Regions from separate parts of the Pan troglodytes genome. Here region 2 is linked to region 1. Evidence: chromatin contacts called from public Hi-C data. All regions are on one chromosome and are shown on one strand. The core of a region is the stretch at or near the end of the contact, and the rest is flanking DNA. Distances in the headings are between cores, read along the strand shown. Region 1 overlaps LOC104006254 (a long non-coding RNA gene). Region 2 has its middle 200 kb from the start of CTSO.

Region 1 (6,892 bases), core at 200-2,699:
ATAAGACTTCTTTGAGATGCTAATCTGAAAAAGATTCAAGATTAAATTAAAAAGTACAACTTTAACTAAATGTTCTTTAAATCAGATAGTGCCATTATTTAAATTTATTGGCTAAATTTTTATGGAATTTCTGTACTTTCAAATTAGAAGAGTTTTTATGTATATGTTACTGGGATTCTTTATGAATAAAATATATGTATGTTTTTAATGTAAAAAGATAACTTCGAGAAGTTCGAGACCAGCCTGGCCAACATGACGAAAACCTGTCTCTACTAAATATACAAAAACTAGCTGGGCATGTTGGCGAACACCTGTAATTCCAGCTACTCTGGAGGCTGAGGTTGGAGAATCACTTGAAGCTGGGAGGTGGAGGTTGTAGTGAGCCTAGATCGTGCCATCGCACTCCAGCCTGGGTGACAAGAATGAAATTTCGTCTCAAAAAAAAAAAAAAAGATAATTTCATAATGTCTCAAATACTTAATATCAGTTGAATAGGACTATACAAAACCCTTAAAGCTCATATTTGCCATCATTTGAGTGAGGTTACCAAGGTATCAAATATAGGGATGTATGTCATGTGAAAAGTAACTGTAAATCTTAGTGACAAAGGCTACAATAAAACATAAACTATCTTATTCTACTATATTTCATGACTTATTTGGTATTTAGGAAGCTCAACAGCTTATACTCACTTTTTTTTTTTTTTTTTTTTTGAGACAGAGTCTTGTTCTGTCGCCCAGGCTGGAGTGCAGTGGTGCTATCTCTGCTCACTGCAAGCTCTGCCTCCCAGGTTCACGGCGCGATCTCTGCTCACTGCAAGCTCTGCCTCCTGGGTTCACGCCATTCTCCTGCCAGCCTTCTGTGTAGCTGGGACTACAGGCGTCTGCCACCATGCCTGGCTAATTTTTTGTATTTTTAGTAGAGACGGGGTTTCACCATGCTAGCCATGATGGTCTCGATCTCCTGACCCCGTGATCTGCCTGCCTTGGCCTCCCAAAGTGCTGGGATTACAGACATGAGGCACCGCGCCAGGCCACTCACACTTTGTTTTAAATTAAAATGTAGTATTTAAAATCAGATCATATATTTTTAAGTATATTGCTTAAGTAGTCCAGATTAATAACATTTTTGCTGATTTATGACTTTCCTATTTTGAGAATAAGCAATATCCTCCATAAGAAGCTGGATAATTTAAAGGCAGGAAACACTCTGTAGTCATGGTTGTCAGGTTCTCGGTGCCAGATGCTTATGGTGAGAGCTTGGCTATTGGGAGCACCTGACCCAGGTTAAGTGAGTAAAAATAAAGGGTTTGGTAAGAGTGAATATGTGAGGGAGAGCCGGAGCTAAACCCAGAAGAAAAGCTGCTGTTTGGTAAAACATTGCCAGAATACTAAACCAAATGAAGGCCAGGAGGGTGTGCTATGTAACTGAGTCATGGAAGCGTCCCTATCAGTGCCTGAAAGAAATAACTGAACAGTCATGGGGCTTCCCTGGCCTGGATCAGATGAGCCTGAGTCATCCTTATTAACCAGTTTAAATTGCCACATCCTGACCTCTTTTGCAATCATGATTTTCTTAGCATAGTGTTTATAAGTTATTACGAGATACTAGGTTTTATTCTCTCTCTCTTTACTTACATACATGGGGTAGGTGGTATTAAGAGTCCCTAATTTTCCCTTCTCTCCCCTACCTTCCATAGCTTCCCTGTGGGTGTAGTCTGTTTCCTTACCCCATTGACTTAGGGCTTGGCCAAGTGATAATTCCTTTGGCTAACGAAATAGTGACCAGAAATGATTATGTGCTTGTACCAAACTGATGCCTTGAGAGACACATAAAGTTACCCCCAGTGCTCCTGGGATATCTGCCCTTTGCCACAAGTGGAGCCAGTCTCAGGAAATTATTGTTTTCTCAGCCTGGGTGCTGAAATGAAAACCCAAACCCATCTGAGGCCTGTGATCCATGCTAGGGCTGAAAGCCTAGGCAAGCCCAATTGAGATAAGCCCAGTGGCAGATCCCCCACTAACATAGGAGTGTGGCAAAAGGATTGTTTTTTATAACCCGTGGGCATTACCTGATGTAATCTCTGGAAAAATCTAATTACAGAAGAAACCTGATTAATTCAGAAGAAACCTAATTAATTCACCAACTGATAAAGTACCATGAATAACATAGTGAATTTATTGAAGAAAAGATAAAATGATTAATAGAAAGAGTGCTTATAGGAATTAATATTGAATATTATTGACAAAAATGATATAATGACTATGCATTTATTTAAATAACCTGCTAGAGCTCTACAGGATGACTCTAAGGATTTACTGGTGACAATATCTAAAAACAACCAGGTTGGATGGGGCAACTCTGGTCTTTGAGCCACTGTATTTTTTTTTTTTTAATGCCGTAAAGCAATTCTGTGGCAAGATTCTATTTTAGGAAAGGGTAGATAAGTAAAATTTACCAGGACACTGGTACCTGAACATTGTGATCATAGAATTTGATTTTTCCAGCGAGCTCTTTAGAATAGTACATGTCCCATGTACAAAGTTATGTATGAAACTGTTGATTCTTCTAATGTGGAAAGCCTCTCATTATTCCTCTGTATTGTAATAGATCAATCCTATGATTTTTTTGGTACTACATTCTTCTTTATTAGACTCTATCTCTTCCAAACAGGTAAAGAATTAGAGCAATATTCTTATCTTTGAAAGCATGTGTGCTGGCCGGGTGCAGTGGCTCATGCCTGTAATCCCAGCACTTCGGGAGTCTGAGGCGGGCTGATCACCTGAGGTCAGGAGTTCGAGACCAGCCTGGCCAACATGGCATAACCTCATCTCTGCTAAAAATACAAAAATTAGCTGGGCTTGGTGGCAGGTGCCTGTAATCCCAGCTACTCAGGAAGCTAAGGCAGAAGAATCGCTAGAACCCGGGAGGCAGAGGTTGCAGTGAGTAGAGATCGTGCCACTGCATTCCAGCCTGGGTGACATAGTGGGACTCCGTCTCAAAAAAAAAGGAGCATGTGTGCCACAAATAAAGGCTATGTTGGCTGCATTTGTCTGTGTTTCCAAATTGCTGGCATTTTATTCATGTGTGTTGATGCTTTTCTTTAGGTTTCCTATTTAATTTTCGATACGGTGAAGGCAGAGACTGTTGCTCTCTTTAAAGTTACCCATGGGACATGCTAGAAAGGTTTGTGGAAAGTGAGTATTAAGTCATTGTTGCTGATTGTCTGTCTTCTACACTTTGCTATTACAGACCTGGCCAAAGACTTTGTTTAAATGAATCCTGTCTTTTTTTTCCAGCTAAGCTAATAATCACCCTTCTGGAAGAGGTTAATTTTGGTCTTAAAAACAAGCAGTAAGTATGCATCACACATTGAAGGAAAGCTGTAGTTAGTATACACATTAAAACAATGTAAACTAAAGGCCAGATTATTTTACTCCTCTGAAAATTCAGACAATCTGGAGTTTCAAAAATGTTTTTATTTCATCGTCTTGATCTATATGATCATTTCACACATCAGTAAGTGATGCTTTCATTTTTTTAAAGTAGCATAACTATCCCAAACCTGGAAAATTTCAGTAACACTAAAAATAAACCAGTTAAATAAACATAGGGACATTTTCAAAGATAGTTTGGGACATAAATACTTTAAAAATCTGCCACACCTGCAACTGTGAAGTATTGATTCTGAGGCTTTTCAAAGTTATGCACTATACAGTTCATACTGTAATATGAATTAAAGGGGCTAGGAGAATAAAGGCACTAGTTTTTTTATAAGCTGATTTTTATGATATTAATATAATTTCTTAAAAAACCTTCAACTCAACTGCGTAAGTTCCTGACATTAAATGCAATTTTTTTCAACTATCAAATTACAGACCATGTATTTGTAAAATCTAAAAAGGAATAAACTTTTGTGTGTTATGGTGGGATATTTAGTTACTGTAGTGATTGAAATTACTTTTAAGTGTCACTTTTATTCTCTGTATAGTAGATTTCCATAATATACACCTATTAGAGACACCTTTCAAGAAAATGCTAACAAAATTGCCAGCTTTAAAGATATTGAAAACTTAAAAAAATCATTTCTCTGTTTTAATGAGGGCAATACTGTCATATTGTAGTAAGATTTTTGTTCATATTAAATTGAAGCAACATCTGCACAGCAAGATAAATAATCAGAAGGGTAAACAGACAACCAATAGAGTGGGAGAAAATATTTGCAAATTATGCATCCGACACAGAACTAATATCCAGAATCTACAGGAAACTCAAACAAATCAGCAGGAAAAAAAAACAAAAACAAATAATTCCATCAAAAAGTGGTCAAAGGACGTGAATAAACAATTCTCAGAAGAAGATATATAAACAGCCAACAAACATATAAAAAAATGCTCAACCTCACAAATTATCAGGGAAATGCAAATTAAAACCAATGCCATACCACCTCACTCCTGCAAGAATGGCCATTATTAAAAAGTCAAAGAACAGTAGATGTTGGTATGGATGTGATGAGAAGGGAATATTTTACAGTGCTGGTGAGAATGTAAGCTAGTACAACCACTATGAAAAACTGTATGGAGATTCCTTTTTCTTTTTTTTTTTTTTTTCTTTTCTTCGAGACAGTATCTCGCCCTGTCACCAGGCTGGAGTGCAGTGGTATGATCTTGGCTCACTGCAACCTCTGCCTCCCGGGTTCAAGTGATTCTTCTGCCTCAGCCTCTCAAGTAGCTGGGACTACAGGTGCACACCACCATGCCCAGCTAATTTTTGTATTTTTAGTAGAGATGAGGTTTCATCATGTTGGCCAGGATGGTCTCAATCTCTTGACCTCGTGATCCACCCGCCTCAGCCTCCCAAAGTGCTGGGGTTACAGGTGTGAGCCACTGTGCCCAGCTGGAGATTTCTTAAAAAGCTGAAAGTAAACTACCATTTGATCCAGCAGTCTCACTACTGAGTACCTACCCAAAGGAAAATAAGTCATAATATGAAAAACACACATGCACACACGTTTATAGCAGCACAATTTGCAATTGCAAAGATATGGAACCAACCTAAATGCCCATCAACCAATGAGTGGATAAAGAAAATGTGGTATATATACACTGTGGAATACTAGTCAGCCATAAAAAGGAATGAAATAATGTCTTTTGTAGCAACTTGGATGGACTGGAGGCCATTATTCTAAGTGAGGTAACTCAGGATTGGAAAACCAAATATTGTGTGTTCTCACTTATAAGTGGGAGCTAAGTTATGAGGATGCAAAGCGGAAGAATGATACAGTGGACTTTGGGGACTCGGCGGGAAGGGTGGGAGGGGGGTGAGGGATAAAATACTACACATTGGGTACAGTGTACATTGTTTAGGTGACAGGTGCACCAAAATCTTGGAACTTATCCATGTAACCTGTACTCCAAACACCATTGAAATTAAAATTAAAATTTTAAAAAGTTGAAGCAACAAATAATGTAACAAAATGCCTATTCAAAATGACGAAGTAAACAATAATGGCTTCTTTCTTCTATCAAGTACATTTGAGGTGATGACGGTCCTGAACCATCTCAGGGAACTAAATATTTAATAGATCACTCTCTTAACCCAATAGTTATTGGAAATTTCCAAAGGAAACTTATCAGTATAGATAATTGATAGAAAAACACACAAACAATTCCATAGAGGACAGGGAAGACTGCATCGTTAAGAGGGTAGAATTACATGCCTCACAGGCTATCGGGGTGAGGTACCTGACAGAGAATGTTTCTAGCCTTGCACAAGCCAAGCAAAGTGTGGATCTGCAGGCAGAAGTGGCTGGCCCTCAATGAGCTGAGTGCTGGGCATTAGTCAACTGCTGATTCAGCCACAGATGCTAATCAGAACATCCAGAGAAGAAACCGGGCTGTATACTCCCCAAGAAATATCAGATGTAGAGCCAGGATTGGCATGGACCTCAAGGACACAGGACAGACCTGAGGGTCTATTCCCTGTGCCCCCTCACAATTCCATACATGTCCTTGCACTCACACATCAAACACTGTCTAGAGAGGAACATGGTGGAGAGCTGGAGAGCAGAAATAATAGACTGAAGTCTTTCTACTGCCTTGTGTGGGAGCTGTGAAGACTAGGTTAGTTACAAAGTTGTAGTTGGAGTAAGTTTGTGACCACATCACAGAGGAAAAAGCAGAATCTGCGTACACCTAATGTTTGTGATTCTTGCCATTTATTCAATTCTATTGTTTCTCAGGCTTTTGTTTCCCATTTGCAACTCAGCACTGATGAAAATTTTTCCCTTTACCCTAAAACTGTTAGCCTGAATTCACGCCTGAAAACTGGCAAGAGGACCTACCCTACATTGTAAAGACAACCATGAACCATTGCAACCAGACACCTGCAGAGTCAGCCCCATGAAAAGAAGAACCCCTCCAAGACTATACTAGGAGGTGCCCCAGGAGGGGAAGAAAAATTGGCCAGTCGTCTGGGAATTACAGTGTTAGTGGAGAGTACTGAGTCCCTCATCCTCATCTAAGGAAGAGGCACTCCCTTCCCAGTGCTCAGGTTTACTGGCAGCGGGGAAGATTCATGAGAAGGGAATGAAAGATGGTGGGATTGTCTGCAAAAAACGGGAAAAAGGGAAGCCTCGTATTCTGATTTGCGTTTAGATGCCTGGTTAGGCCACACTCCTGCTTTTCTCCTTATGCCCTCCTGAACAGGGGAAAAGGCGAGACGGAGAGAGGGGAGAGGAATAAGGCAGGGGGCACCCACAACCCTGGCATGGAAAGGAAGTGTGTTTCTCATGAGTCAAGTGGAACCCTCCAGAGGGAGTTTCCACTGCATGAGGGGAAGCCAGTAGCAGTGGGCTCAGAGTGGACTGTGAGGGTCTAGGGCTGGAGACTGG
Region 2 (7,381 bases), core at 1,078-3,577, 190 kb after region 1:
ATTTTCCATTTTCTTGTTCTACTTCTTCTCTAAGATGCCTGAAAAAGTTTGATTTTGGCTAGTTGTCTGTTTTCTCCATTTGTCCTACTGTTTGTCCTTCAGTATTTATTCTGCCTCTTAAGATTCTTGGTTTCCTGATTTCTGGTAGTGACCTGATCTTGTGTATATTTCAAACTTACAAGCACACATTCACAGGAGTTAGGACTCTGCGATCAATTGATATAATATTAATAGGATGCTTTTTACTGAGCCCCATGATTCTCTGTATCTATTATAATTTTCCAATAGATTTTGGAACCAGAAATAGCTTACAAGTTAATGAGAAGTCTTATAAACAAATCAATAATCACAATACATTCTAATAAATGTATGATACATGTTTGATCTAAGATTTTCATTTTGCATAGGTCGATTAAAAGTGACTGTTATAATATTTTGTGCATACTTATAAATGGGACTCTACATATCTAAGCCTGTGCATCTCCTAAGGACCAAAGTATCATATGGAATTTCTTCCCAGATATCAGTAACAGAATATTAGGGACAAAAGAAACTCAGTATTTGGATGGCTTCTTGAAACTACTCTCTCTGGTATTGTAATTGGTAGGGGTCAGATTTACTGAAAGTTGGAGAGTATCGATTGATAAGAGTACAAAAGAGTAACTAACCAGGGGCATATTCATTAGTTAGAGCTTGGGAGTGGCTTTGCTGGGTTGTTCTGGTTCCGAATTTCTCGTGAGCTTGCAGATAAGATGGTGGCCCACACTTCAATCATTTTGTGATTTAATTGAGAAACGATGGTCCACTTCTCAGATGGATAATTCACATGGCTGTTGGCAGGAGCCTCCATTTATGTTGGCTTTTGGCAGGAGGCTTTAATTCCTCATTGTCTGTTGACAGGAGGTCTTAATTCTTTGCTTCATGGGTTTCCCCATAGGGTTTCTTGAGTGTTCTCATAATATGGCAACTGGCTTCCTTCTGAGATAATGATCTGAGAGAAGGAGAACGAGTAAAGGATGATGCCACAGAACACACTGTCACTTTCACAATCTGCAATTATTTACACAACTTAGTCTGATTCAACCACACAAGGGCATGGAGTAGGGAAACTTTGAAGGCTATCTTGGAGGCTGGCCTACCTTAGTGGGGTTAGAATAATGGCAGGGTAGAAGAGGTATATGAGTGCAATATGCAAAAGATAGTGATTTACATGAATAGATTTTTATGGCAGTAAAGAAAAACTGGAAAAAATACACAGAATTCAGACTGGAGGCTTGCCAGAAGAAAACTATAAAAGGAAAACTTAACAGGTTAAGAGGTTACTGGAAATAATTGTCATTGCTATTGGGGAAAACACCCAAATATTTAATATTGTTTTCAAATCGTCACATGGTCCAAATATTAGCTTGCTCTTAAGCACCATCTGCTAGGATGCTTCGGTATTGCTGTCTCTCTATGCCAGACACATTGATTGGCCTCCTTGAAGATCATTAAATAAGTATGTTCCTGCCTTTAAACATGTGCCCTACATTTGGAATGCCCTTTCCCACCCCTTTACCTAATTATCCTCTATTCAGCCATCATACTAAGCTCAAGCACCAGCTCCTTCAGGCATAACCTTTGGTCTCAGGTTGTCTAGCTATTTTCTCATGTATGACTATATCTATTACTGTCATCATCATCATCATCATCATCATCATTATCATTTCAGGGACATTTTTAATGTTTTTAATTATACAACTATCAGTGTCCTTAATCTCTAAACTAAAGTTTAAGCTATATAAGAAAAAAGAATCACATCTGACTATTCCATGTGCCAAGCACAGTGCCTGGTAAATTAGAAGGACTTAGTCATTTTTCATTTAAAGAGGCACTTAGTCATTTCTCACTTCAAGAATAAATACACTATTCCCTGAGATAGATGATAAGGATACGAATTAGTGTGATAGTAAGAAGGTAGAAAGTAGACGGCACATTCAAAACAGATGTTAAATCAAGGCCAAGGCATGAAGGAAAGTGAGTCATCAAGAATAATGATAAATACCTGATATTTTAAAACTGAACAACAGCAAAAGATTATAGGATGAAATAACAATATAAAATGAAGGCGTTAACTTTGAGAATTTTATTAATCAGACCCCAACCAGGAACACAGAAAATACACTGTGTTAATTTCTATGTATTGCCCTTACCTCCAAATTGACCCCTCAGTGCCTGTTCTGAAGTAATGGACTGATTGCTTTAAACATTTCTCTTTAAGCACAGCACCATGTTAAGCTTTGTCAATAGAGGGCACTGGAGTCACATTACAGAAGGAAGGGGCTTCTCTTCCCAGTTTTGGCTGTTTTGCTTTGGATTTTCAGCCCTCTCTGGCTCCTGCTGCAGTCCTGCTGTGTGGGTGTGTAAGAACATTCAGTGATGCCTTGTCCAGCCACACACCCAGAAGGCAAAATGTGTCAGTGACCTCATAGGCCCTGCCTAAGCCCTGTGACTACCTTCCCAAGGCTTCTTATCTCCACCCTAACATACTGACGCTGCATGCTCCAAGCCCATAACACCCACAGAGTATCCAGATTTCCTCTGTGTACTTGCCGACCAACCTGGCTTGCCAGCACCCTGGAGGTTTATCTCTTTCTTGTGTGATGAATGCAGACCAGCTTTGTCCCAGCCAACCTAACAAACTTCTCTGCTATTCCATGAGCTGCAAACATGCTTTCTCCAAGATGAGAACTCAGCCCTGAAGAGGGTCCCACCTTCTAAGTTTGTCCTTCCTTTGAAAGTCAGCTTCAGCATAGGGTTCCCTTTAGAATTGCTTCTGTATCTTTATAGTTGCTTTCCTATCATAGTTTAATAATTATTTCATATTAAATTCCTGTTAAATTTACGGCGTGGTTTATCTTTCCTAGCAAAATTAAAGAATATTACCAACTTACTATGAAAATAAAGAACATTTCATGCAGGGAACTGGTCATGCAACTCTGAAGAGCTGAGAAGCCAAATGTAGGCCTCTGAGGCAACTCATAAATTAGCATCTGCAAGAAGTTGCTACCTTTTGAAGTCAGCAGGGACAAGAGAAGAGGCAGTGTTACAAGGGCCAAGATGACACATTGGAAGAAAACTATGTCAACCTCTCTGGCAAAATCTAGAGCTACAGAGGAGAGGCCATTGCTATCAGAGTCCCTGTCTGGCTTTTCCTTTTCTTCATCTGACAATTTCCTGTAGGTGGCTCCCATTGTTTGAAACCAGCTGGCAACCAGCTTACAAGGGAACCCAAGAATGCATCTCGGAGACGGCCATCTGCAGAACACTGCAGATTAGGTGGAAGCTGAAGAATGGATACCAGAGCAAAAAGACCAAAGACTGGCAGAGATTAACTCAGGTTTATGCATTAACAACCAGCTTCCCAGGAGAGCAATGTCCTTTGTTGTAATGTTTTTCTGCGTTTCTGATGTAACTATTCTTACTATGGGTGGTTTCAAGAAGCAAACATGAACATCACTAGACCCTAAGTCTGGAAGGAATGCACCTCAGCACACCATGTATAGTAGTTCCACTATATTCAATGAATTTTTTTAAGTATAGATATTGGCATCTTGAAGAAACTGCTTGTAATGATCAGCAATACCATTCATTTAATAACAAAGTTTCTTTAAAACTTCAGAAGCTGATATCTAGATATTACAATGAAAGCTAAACAATTCAAAAGCAACAAGTTAATCCACAATTTTAAAGTATGCATGGTTACAGAGGACATGCTCCTAGACACTGATAGTAACCAAAGAGAGGAGGGTAAAAGGGAACTTGCTTGTGGTCGTTTATAGTTTACCTGCTTCTTCTGAAATATTATTCTCAGCCCTCCATGCAGACATAATCTGGGCAAGAGATGAAAAACAAATATGGCAGGGGCTGCTAATTTCACTTTTGATTGATATAATCGGAGGGGAAAGCTAGGCCGTTTATTTTTCTACGTTCTAACTGTTACTTTATTCCCTTACTCTGGAGATGGAGGCAAAGAGAATATCTTCTATTCCTAAGTGGCAGAAAATCTCTCAGAAGGTTATTTTGCATATGTATCAGAGTCACCATCAGAGTCCTTTCTAAAGGTGAACGCCACAGGGCGTGGTGGCTCAAGCCTGTAATTCCAGCACTTTGGGAGGCCGAGGCAGGCGGATCATGAGGTCAGGAGATCGAGACCATCCTGGCTAAAACGGTGAAACCCCGTCTCTACTAAAAATACAAAAATTAGCCGGCCATGGTGGTGGGCACCTGTAGTTCCAGCTACTCGGGAGGCTGAGGCAGAAGAATTGCTTGAACCCAGGAGGTGGAGGTTGCAGTGAGCCGGACATCAAGCCACTGCACTCCAGCCTGGGCAACAGAGCGAGACTCCATCTCCAAAAAAAAAATGGTGAACACTCATGAGGGAATGCAGTCAGACTTTGAAGGTTACCACATGCCACTTGCCATACAATTAACAAAGGGCTCTACATTGTTTCTGGCTTTATAATGTAAACATATTTTTATTAATAAGTTATATGATTCCTGCATTATTTCATAATTTGAGCTCATCAAGAAACTGTGTAACATTCTATTAAAATACATTATTAACTCCCCGCCCCCACCATTTGGCAAAGTTTTCTTTTTCTTACAAAGAAATAAAGGAAATAAGGTAGAAAAACCAGACAATTTAAGAATGATTAAGCATGTTAAACTTTATTCTGAACTTTTATCAGGAAAAAGCTCAAAGAGCCTGACTCTCAGTGTTGACCATGTGAATTTAGAAGTCGTCAGTCCAAAATGTGCCTTCATGCAAACCTTTAATTAAATATGGAGAATTTAATTTACTGTGATAACTTTAGGGTTTTCAAATATGTCCAGAGAAAGGAAATTAAACAATCAAATTATCCAAACAAAGGCCATTTTTGCCAACATTCCCTGGACAATAAGAATAGATTTTTTTTCCCCTAAATTTTCTACAACGAACATGTATTACAATAAGAAAAAAAAAGCTTACTTTTCCTAAACATTCAATGTTTCACTAGTTTTTAATTGTATGTACTTAGTAGTTTTGAGTCACTGTCTCGCTCTTTCACTGAGGCTGGAATGCAGTGGTGCAATCACAGTTCACTGCAGCCTCAAACTCCTGGGCTCAAGTGATCCTCCCACTTCAGCCTCCCAAGTAGCTGGGACTACAGACGCATGCCATCACCCCTGGCTAATTTTTTAAATTTTTTGTATAGAGAGGGGTCTCGCTATGTTGCCCAGGCTGGTCTCAAACTCCTAGGTTCAAATGATCCTCTTATTTCATTCTCCCAAAATTCTATGATTACAGGCATAAGCCACCCCACGTGGCACACACTAGTTTTTAAATGACTGATTTGCTACATAAAGATATAAAAAAAGATGAGGCACATGTGCCACTTTTCTTAGAAAATATATTCTGTTGTAAGTTCTCTGAAAAAAAAAGTCATCTCTGTACTTGTCTTAGTCAATCTGGGGTGCTATAACAAAAATACCATAAGTTGGTAGCTTAAACAAAAATTAAATTCTCATGGTGCTTATTAGTCCAAGATTAAGAAACCAGCAGATTTGGTATCTGGTGAGGGCTGTCTTCCTGGTTCATAGCCAGCTGTCTTCTCATTGTGTCCTCACATGGCTGAAAAATTAAATGAACTCTCTGGGGTCTCTTTTACAAGGGTACAAATCTCATTCATGAGGCTCTGCCCTCATCACCTAATCACCTTCCAAAGGCCCCATCTCTTAATAAGATCACGTCAGAGGGTAAGGTTTCAACATATGAATTTTGAGGGAACACAAACATTTAGATATTGACATTTTGCTCCTGATCTCCAAAGTTTATATTCTTCTCACGTGCAAAATACATTTATTCTATCCCAATAACCCCCGAAGTCTTAACCTATTCCAGCATCAACTCTGAAGTCTAAAATACAAAGCCTCATCTATTAATAGATATCATCTAAATTAGTAATGAATGAGACTATAATTCATCCTGAGGCAAAATTTGTCTCCAGCTGTGAACCTGTGAAACCAAACAAGTTATATGCATTCAGAAAATAGTGTGGGACAGGTATAGGATAGACATGTTTATTCCAAAAGGGATAAACAGGAAGGAAGGAAGGAAGGGGTACTGGGTTTCAAGAAAGTCCAAAACTTACTGGGGCAAACTTTATTACCTTTTGAGGCTCAAAAATAATCCTCTTTGGCACGCTACTCCGTCTTCCAGGCCTACTACAGTGGTAATGTCAGTCCTCTGGCTTGGTAGAGATGGTCCCACAGTGGCTCTCTGCCTTAGCCTTCTGCTGGGGTCCCACAGATCTGTTGCGCTGGGTCCAATGCCCTTGGCTCACCCAGGCTGAAATAATAGTCCCATGGCTCCAGGTGGTCCTGCGTTTTGAAACCTGGGTGGAGGCAGCTGGGCCCTGAAGGCTCATGCACTGTGGCCTGTGATGGGAGTGGCAACCTGATCATCTCTGAATCACCTTCAGAGCTATTCTTCACTTGTCTTGAGAATAACATCTGGCCTTTGTTGAGATGACTGATAAATACTAATCTCCTTATCAAATGGACAATTGGCGACATTCATAGTGTTCTCATTTTTCTGCAATATTGGTAGGCTAGGATTTTTTTTTTCAAATCTTTAAGTTCTGCTTTCTTTTTACTGAAAAATTATGTCTTTTAGCCATTTCTCTCTTCTCACATTTCACTGTAATCATAATATAATACAGCAGCTAAGCTGCTTCTATATTGGCTTTCAGTTGAAGGCAAGCCATACTTTCACCACTTTGCTTAATAATAGCTTCAGCTAAATATCCAATTTCATCACTCACACTTTCCACCTTCTACAAAGCACTAGAGCATGAACACAATTCAGCCAACTTCCTTGTCACTGTGTAACAGGAATCACCTTTCCTCCATTTTCCAACAGCATGTTCATTTCTGTCTGAGGCTTCATCAGTATGGTCTTTACCATCCATATTTCTACCAACATTCTATTCATGATTACCAAAGTATTCCTTAAAGAGATTGAGGCTTTCTCTATAGTTTTACTCTTTCCTGATTCCTTATGAGAATCACCTTTAAAGGTCCATTCATAGTATTGTAAATTTTTTTTAAGTTTTCACCTCAGAACTCTTCCAGCCTCTAGTCATTATCCAATTTCAAAAGCACTTCTACATTTTTAGGAATTTGTTATAACATCACTTCCATTTCTCAGTACCAATTTCTGTCTTAGTTTAGGTTGCTATGGCAGCATACTGTACACTTAATGCCTCAGAAGCAACAGAAAGTTATTTCTCAAGTGTTAAAACCCCAAGATTGAGGCAATGGCATATTCTAGTTCACAGATGGCCATCTTCTTGCTGTG

The links. Hi-C and Micro-C count contacts between places; a contact is called where the count stands out from the background.
Region 2: a Hi-C map of induced pluripotent stem cells shows a contact between it and region 1, with 3 times the contacts expected there. The contact joins two enhancer-like sites. A contact is called at or near these places in 3 of 7 Hi-C or Micro-C datasets (induced pluripotent stem cells and stem cell-derived neural progenitor cells).

Annotation. Positions count from the first base shown.
Region 1 is chr3:157,780,947-157,787,838 of NHGRI_mPanTro3-v2.0_pri, forward strand. LOC104006254 (a long non-coding RNA gene) reads left to right here. Exons shown (of 3, transcript XR_001717248.2): 2 at 3,108-3,197. Among named protein-coding and RNA genes, the nearest start is that of CTSO, 15 kb to the left of the region's middle. Within about 2 kb of position 1,450, at least 11 of the 24 cell types and tissues checked have an H3K27ac peak or open chromatin away from gene starts, as enhancers often do. A contact at or near this core is called in induced pluripotent stem cells, where this site is marked.
Region 2 is chr3:157,968,319-157,975,699 of NHGRI_mPanTro3-v2.0_pri, forward strand. No RefSeq gene overlaps it. Among named protein-coding and RNA genes, the nearest start is that of CTSO, 200 kb to the left of the region's middle. Within about 2 kb of position 2,328, at least 9 of the 24 cell types and tissues checked have an H3K27ac peak or open chromatin away from gene starts, as enhancers often do. A contact at or near this core is called in induced pluripotent stem cells, where this site is marked.